2 separate regions of the Mus musculus genome follow, and region 2 is linked to region 1. A link is a contact called in public HiChIP or PLAC-seq data. All regions are on one chromosome and are shown on one strand. Each heading gives the region's core, a stretch centred on a gene start, on an enhancer-like site or on the middle of the called end of the contact. The rest is flanking DNA. Distances are from core to core; before and after follow the strand shown.

Evidence for each region. HiChIP or PLAC-seq counts read pairs in DNA pulled down with a chosen protein or histone mark.
Region 2: an H3K4me3 HiChIP or PLAC-seq map of intestinal villus epithelium shows a contact between it and region 1, with 8 read pairs. The contact joins the promoter of Calml3 here to the enhancer-like site in region 1. A contact is called at or near these places in 1 of 39 promoter capture datasets (neural stem cells), 2 of 484 Hi-C or Micro-C datasets (liver and macrophages), 5 of 115 datasets of contacts at active chromatin or transcription factors (embryonic stem cells, fibro-adipogenic progenitors, intestinal crypt epithelium and 1 more) and 3 of 9 other capture datasets (adipose tissue, embryonic stem cells and liver).

The regions. Positions count from the first base shown.
Region 1 is chr13:3,745,791-3,749,382 of GRCm38.p6, forward strand. All of the region lies in intron 3 of Gm35190 (a long non-coding RNA gene), which reads right to left. Among named protein-coding and RNA genes, the nearest start is that of Gm35190, 20 kb to the right of the region's middle. Within about 2 kb of position 1,686, at least 58 of the 459 cell types and tissues checked have an H3K27ac peak or open chromatin away from gene starts, as enhancers often do. A contact at or near this core is called in embryonic stem cells, intestinal crypt epithelium and intestinal villus epithelium, where this site is marked.
Region 2 is chr13:3,801,674-3,805,816 of GRCm38.p6, forward strand. It overlaps Calml3 (calmodulin-like 3), which reads right to left and starts at 2,645. Exons shown (of 1, transcript NM_027416.3): 1 at 1,220-2,645. The coding sequence starts at 2,530. The coding sequence ends at 2,081.

The DNA of each region.
Region 1 (3,592 bases), core at 436-2,935:
CAATATTTGTGCGTATGTCTATGTGCCTGAGTGTTCCACTTGTGTGTATGTGTAGAAGGGCATATGGAGATCAGAGAGTATTTTGGTTGTCATTCCCTAGGTACTGCCTCTCTTTTCCTCCTCTTCCTCCTCTTCCTTCTCCTCCTCTCTCACTCTGTCGTTGTCTCTCTCTCTTTCCAATATAGGCTTTCTCACTGGCTTGAACTCACCAAGTAGGCTAGGCTGACTGGCCTTTGAGTCCTAGAGATCTGCCTATCCCTGCTTCCGAAGCACTGGAATTAAGTGTGTGCCACTATGCCCAGCTTTTCAAAAATATGGCTTCTGGGGATCTAACTAAGGTCCTTATGCTTACAAAGCAAGTATTTTACAGATTGAGCTGTTCATTGTCATGTGTCAGATTCTCTATGGATGAGCTATCAAACACCTAATTTCTCTAGCCAGGCAGAGTTGACCTCACCGATATATATATATATATCGTCAGTGAGGTATATATATCCATCAGTGGTGTGTGTGTATATATATATATGTATATGTGTGTATATATATATATAAAATCAGTGAGGTATATATATATTCACCTGTCTAATGGCCTATAAGTCCTTCTTTCCCTGATTGTTCAGTTGTTACACTCATTCTAGAAAATCCTAGCCAACCAGCATAAACTTCTTGAATGGAGAGACTACTCCTACTTATATAGAAGACTTGGTCGAGTCTCTGTATTTCTTAGCTACACTTTCCTGGCATGTTGCACGGTTTCTCTTGTGTTTAATTTCTACCAGGATCTTGGTTCTATGTGGCTTAAATAACTTTTATGAGGCAGACTGAATGACTCAGTGGCCTGTCATTGTGTTTGTCCTCAGCAATGCATTTAATCTCTCTGAACTTTAGATTCCTCACGCTATAATGCAGGCAACGCACAACAGTAATCGGCTCCAGACGCTGCGGGCATCCAAAGCCACTTGTGTAAACGCTCCCTGAGCTCCCAAGCAAAGACATAAGGAAGCATTTTGGGACTTGTCCTTAGAGGGGATGAATGGAATTAGAAAAAATGTGTCCTAGCCCAGGGGCACCAATCAACAAAGCAAAGAGGAACTCTTTCTAACATCAGCGCTGTGAGGAGCTGCGGCTTTGCGTCTGGGGATATCCTAGTCTAGGAAGCTGTTTGTGTGTGCGCCATGACAGACAATGACACAAGCAGAGATGAGTCTGGTGACAGAGCTCCGAGGAGAACAGACATCCCCTCAGATCTGTTCTGTGGAGGGCTGGGGTGTCCCGGAATGCCTGACGAGATCTTTGTCACTTTGCCTGGATTTCCATTAAGCACCCTCCAGTAAGAAAATCCTTGCTGTCAGGTTTTTCTCCCTGATTTTGGCTCATGCAGCCTGCTGGGGCTGGCTGTGTGTGGAGAACCCCTCCCTCCATTGTTAAAGTCACATTTCAGGAAGTATAGGATCAACTCGGGAGATGGAGTTTGGATTCTCTGATCCCAATCCGGAGGAATGCCACCCAAACCTTAACTGTATAAAAGGACAGTATTTATCATATGGCTTCCTCTCTCCCTGCCCCCTGGCTGGCCTTTACCAAGTTTGCAACCTAAAGCAAGAAGAAAGGCCTACCAATAGAACCCCTCTCAAGACTCACATTCATCCCCTCCCCGCCGCTGCCTGCGCTGCCTGTTCAGGCCTCAGTGTTCCATCTGTTAAGACTCTGTTGTTAAGTTTTGAGACGGGATCTTACTATGTAGCTCAGGCAGGCCTGGAGCTTGCTATGTAGCCCAAGCTGGCCGTAACTTCACCAGTCACAGGTCTCAAACTCTCAAATGCTGACATTTCAGGCCTGTACTGCTATGCCTGGTATATCTGCAAGACACCCCCCCCCCCCCCCCCCGCACCTCTCTCAAGCATCTCCCACAGAGGTCTTAAAGTATGGAATCAAGTGTGCCTGGCATGTGGTAAATGTCTGGGAAGACTACTCTAGTTCGTATCTAGGCCCTACCGGGCCTTCAGAACTGGCATCCCAGCCATGGCCAGTAGAAGGCTCACTTTTCTGTTTTTGCAAAACTCAAACCGAGTTGGTATTAAATCTTAATTTACTCAAATAATTAAACACTACAAAAATTTTGATTTATTTGTATTTATGATGTCTATGGGCTGCAGCTGTCTCCCAGAATCCTCTGTCCAACTCTAACACCTAGGAGTGTCAATAATCTGTCTCCTCCTATGAGAACAAAGGTTGTACCTTAGAAGCACAGGATTCATGTTTTTATACTGGGGGCCTGGCAGTGGGCCTGGTCAGACCTTTGTTCAAGTTTGGAATGCTTCCACCCACACCCAAAAGACATGCTATTTATGACCATGAACAAAGTATGTTACACATGTGTGCCAATTCATGAACAAAAATGAAACAATGTCATTATTACTAAATGGAGCTTTCTTAACAATGTATTGAGTTCTACAAACAGCCCTCTGACCTGTTTCATCTCTGAGCTCTGTTTCTGTCCTTCAGCCCTTCTCTATGCCTATAGAAATCAGTGGCTCTGCAATAATGAGAAACCATAAACTTGACACCCATGTCCCAACACTAAGCTGCCCTTAAATTGAGACTATAATCATAATTGGTACATAATAATAATAATAATAATGTGTACCAACAACTGTATACTACATGATTTATTTTGGAACCTTAGTCTTTCTAATTGTTCTGCAAGGTGGTTTTTGTTTCCTGTTTAACAGTTAATTTGAACTCAAGTTGAGTACTTTGTCAAAGTTTGCCTGGCGGATGCCTCATTAGCTCTTTTAGCCTTGGACACATGCACAACTGCAAATCTTCGAACATAGAAGCTATGGGTATCACGGCAGAGCATTAAAACTGACAACTAAGTCAACCTGGATATACAAACCAAACCAATACCCACATAAATGAAAATAGTTAGGTGTCCAGTTCCAGGGAATTGATGTCCTCTTTTGGACTCCACATGTTGTCATAGTCACACAAGCAAACAAAACATCTATATACATACATAAACAAGTATTTAAAAAATGTTTATCTATGCATATGTGTGTTGTTAAGTGAATGTATTTGTAGCACATGTGTGCACGTGCGTGTTGAAGCCAGAAGAGTGTCAGATCCCTAGAGTTGGAGTTACGGTGGTGAGGGAAGCCGTGCACTCTCTCTGCAGGTGCTTTTAATTCTTGAACCATCTTTCCACTCCCCCTCCCAAGCTCTCCATATGGACCCCGAGGCAGGCATTTCACCAGCTGGGCCATTTCCCAGCATCTGTGTGCAGTTATTGAAGGGACTGGTATCTCTTTGAGCCAAATCCTCAATTGGTTCAAATGGGCAATGGTAGAGATGGAAGAACCTGGAGGTCACTTGAAAGGGAGAATTCAGCTCAGATGAATACTTACCACACACTTGCTGTGATCCAGGCCTGATGCTAGGCATGGGCCCTCTAAAAGGTAAAGGCAGTTGCTGGGCCTAGTGCTGTTACAGGCTTATAAATTTAGCTAATGAAGAGACTGATAGAGGAGAATCCCAAGTTTAAGGTCTGCTGGGACTACAAAGTGAGACACTGTCTTTAAAATTAAAGAAA
Region 2 (4,143 bases), core at 1,395-3,894, 57 kb after region 1:
CCAGTGACTCCAGGGAGGTGCTATCCTGTCATCTGTGCATGCTGTGTCCCTAAGGCTTCTGAGACTCATACCCCAAATCCTACATGGAAACATCCAGCCAGCTCTGACCAGATATTTTGAAACTTCCTCCTGCTCTTCTCATGGGAGGCTTGACCGTGACCTTGGATCAGGGTCAGTTCTTACCTGAAATTCTGTAAAATGGCACAGAGAGCCTTCTGTTGCCTCCTCTCTGCCCTTGACCCTTGAGCTTTTTTGAGGGTGGCAAGCCTTATTGGTGCCAGATGGAATCTGTAACTGTGTTTCATTTATCAAGGAACTTCCATGCACACAGGGCCTACTCCATGATGAATATACTGAGAATATTATTCTTGGACCGATGAGATTACTTACAAGTAAAGTGCTTGCTGTATAATCCTGACAACCTGAGCTCCATTCTTAGAACCCACAGAGGGGGAATGAAAGAAACAACCTCAAAAGGGTGTCCTCTGACTTCCACGTATGCACCATGACACATGTACTCCCCTATACATACCAAATATACAGAATAATAATAAATAAAATTTAAACATATTAATTATTGCCTGAGAATATAGCTCAGTGGTAGAGTGCTTCCTGAGTATGTATAAGGCCCTGGGTTCATTCACCAGTATTGAAAAAAAAAAGAAAGAAAGAAAAGAAAAAGAAATACCATTCTTAAAATCCTCGCCAATGTGGAGAAAGGCCACCATTACTGTCACAGTGAAGGCAAAGGGGTCATGCTCAGCCAAGAGGAAGATCAAGCCTAGAGCATGCACTCAGGTTCCTCAGTTGTAAGACAGGAAGCAAGGAATAGTGGCTACCCTACAGGGTGGCAGCAAGTTCCTATACAGAGTAAGTACCTCTCACTTAGCCAGGATGGTGTGTGGGTCCTGGTATCACGAAGAGGCGCGGCCATGGAGATGATAGAAGGGCTGGATTGCAAGCCAAGGCTGTCCCACTCACAGCAGAGCTAGCCCACCCTCACCATTTTACAAAGGAGGAAACACTGAGGTAACGGGGAGGTGGAGCCAAGGAAGATGGGCGTTTTGATGAGTCCCACTCTAGAGTCCACATCAAAAAAAAAAAAAAAAAAACGTGCATTCAAAACAAACAAACAAACAAAACGGAGGTTGCTGACTGGTTAATCTTCTAGACTTAAGAAATAGTGTTTAATTAGAAGCAGAAAAGAAATAGGAACGTCGTGTCTTATTAACTTATTTATTTCCCTGCAGCTTCCCCCTCTCTTGCATATAAATTTCTTTCCTTTGAGATGAATACAAACATGTTACAATGACCCCCAGCTCTACTCTAAGCTCAGAAAACAAACAAACAAACAAACAAACAAGCATAAAACCAGGATCACAGAGGTTTCTTTGATGGAGACAGACAGGAATAGACAAAGTCCCGTGGAGGGGAAGCGCTGTTGTCCAGAGAGCCTGACCTCAATCATCCAAATCTTCACCATCGCCATCATCCCCACGCCCTGATGCTTTCCAAATCCAACAGACGCAGTCTTCAGCCAAAGATGCCTAAGTACTATGATGTACAAACTGATGGCCACAGGCCACCGTGATGCAAAGCGTTGCGTGCAGGTGACGCCCCCACCCCACCCTCCCCACACACACCGCACACACCAATACAAATGGAGATTCCTGCTGGAAGTAGGCCCTGGAGTTGATCATTTCTGTTGGAAACAGGGCGATGGGGGTGGGGAGAAGAAAAGGAAAGAAAGGAAACAAATAGGAGCCTGGGTCCTTTGGCTTATTATCCATGCAGAGATGGGACATTCTGCTTCAGCTCTTGAGGGCTAGGAGGAGTTGATGCCTGTCTCAGCTGGAGGCATTCTCAGTCAAGGGGAAAGAACTGGTGTGAAGCTGCCAGAATAAGATGCAGAAAGTGAAAGGCAGACTTATGAATGCAGTCCATAGAGCCCCACGGAAACAGGGAAAGACATCTAAGACCTGGGTAAGATTCTCACCAACCGGAGGACAGCTATTATCCAGCCTAGCTTGTAGCCCAGAAGCCTCATGGGCACCTGGCTGTGCCAGTCTGTGGCACAGCCTCATTTGGACACCAGCATGTGGACAAACTCCTCATAGTTCACTTGCCCATCACCATCTGTATCTGCCGCCTGTATCATTTCGTCCACTTCCTCATCGCTCAGCTTCTCCCCCAGCTTGGTCATCACGTGCCTCAGCTCGGCTGCACTGACGAAGCCATTGCCATCCTTGTCGAACACTCGGAAGGCCTCTCGGATCTCCTCCTCGCTGTCAGTGTCTTTCATCTTCCTGGACATCATTGTCAGGAACTCGGGGAAGTCCACGGTGCCGTTTCCATCTTTGTCAATTTCATTCACCATGCCTTGAAGCTCAGCCTCTGTGGGGTTCTGACCCAGGGACCGCATGACAGTGCCCAATTCTTGGGTGGTGATACTGCCATCCCCATCCTTGTCAAACAGAGAGAAAGCCTCTTTGAACTCGGCGATTTGCTCCTCAGTCAGCTGGTCGGCCATGCTAGCAGATCGTGGGTGATGTGGCAGATGTGGCCAGTCTGGTCTAGGCTTCCAAGCGCTAGCTGTGGGCTGGGCTCTTCTCCTCTGCTCTCTGAAGACAGGTGGAGACTGCAAGGGGCGGCTGTCTGGCTGGCTTGACTGGCTGGAGCTTAAGAAGGAGCAGGGTCCTCCCCCATCGTTGGTCTGGTAGGATTGGGCTGCCATGCGTAGACGCCCCCGCCCCTGTGGTTGCCTGAAGGCCAGATCCTGTTTAGACAAGAGTCCAAGAGCAGCAACCAGGCTGGCCTGCTAATTGAGTTGACGCCAGCACTTGTGTGTGAAAGGCAACTTTTCTCGCCAAACACCAGCAGGGCCGGCAGCGGTCACCGCAACACCTTTCATCCAGGTATAGGGAAAACCTTTTAATAAAAACCAAATCCAAAACAAACAAACAACAACAACAAAAACCCTGACCTGGTCTTCTGGCTCTGAGTTTTCCATTTTCCTTTTTGCTTTCTTCATTTTGCACCTAATGCTAAACCAGCCTTCTATTCTGTTCTCAATATAATAACCATACCCCTTTCTTCCACGGGGCTAAAGTTTTCTGCAGGTGAAAAGTAGAAATTGCCTGTGTACTCCTTGTCTTTGATTTCTAAACTTTGTCATTTCCCTGAGTTTTTAGATAGGAATGAGGGTTTTTCTTCAGGTAAAAATAGGGTCATCTTGTCCTTGGAAATGAATGCCTGAGTGGAGAGGAAGTTCTGCCAAAGTGTTTGCATATTATTTACTCACTCACAGTGATGTACTGAGCACCCCATATATGCAAATATTGTTGGAGGCTGAGAAGAATACAGAATGGACACAAGTTCCATGTTCAAAACTTAACGGAGAAGCTGGAATGAGGTCACTGGATAGTTTTGATGTGTGCTACAAAGGAAATGAAAGTCAGTGGGCCATAGTGGTAGTTTATGGCCAAGGACAACCCTTCTGCAGAAAGACCCTTTGGAGTGACCTAGAGAAGGGGAGGACATGGTGGAGCTAAGAGGAAGAAAGGCAGTCAATATGACTGCTGTCTAGTGAATGGAGGGAAGCCAGGAGGGAAAAACAGACAGGAAAGACCTTGCTGGACTCCACTCTCTGATCACAGTACTGTTGGAAGTGTTCCACAAGCCTTTGTTTGATCCCTGCGTGGCATGGAGCCAGAGCAGAAAGTCTCCAGGAGGCATCATAGTCAAGAAGGACCCCAGCTCCTTCGTTTTGGGGGTGGGAGTGGAGGCTAGGGAAATGACCTAAGGAAGAGAGCTTCAATTGATTCCCATTTGGGATTCCTGGATAGGCAAGGATTGGGGCAGGACCATGCTTAGAAAACATATTATACTTATAAGGACTTACAGCTATAAAGAGAGAATATGCCAGACTATCATGTGGATTGCAATTGTTCCCCCTCCGACTCTCCTTCCTTCATGTTAGCGTTTACAATACTAGTACAAACGCTTTCTTCATTCAAGTAGATGGCAGTCTGCTTTTGTTGTTTAGAGGGAGTTCCTGTTCAGGAGAGAAGAGGAGCTGCTTATCTGCCAGCTGATTTACTTCCTGCTCAAAGGGTCCCACAAAGCTGAGGCCTTCAGTGTGTG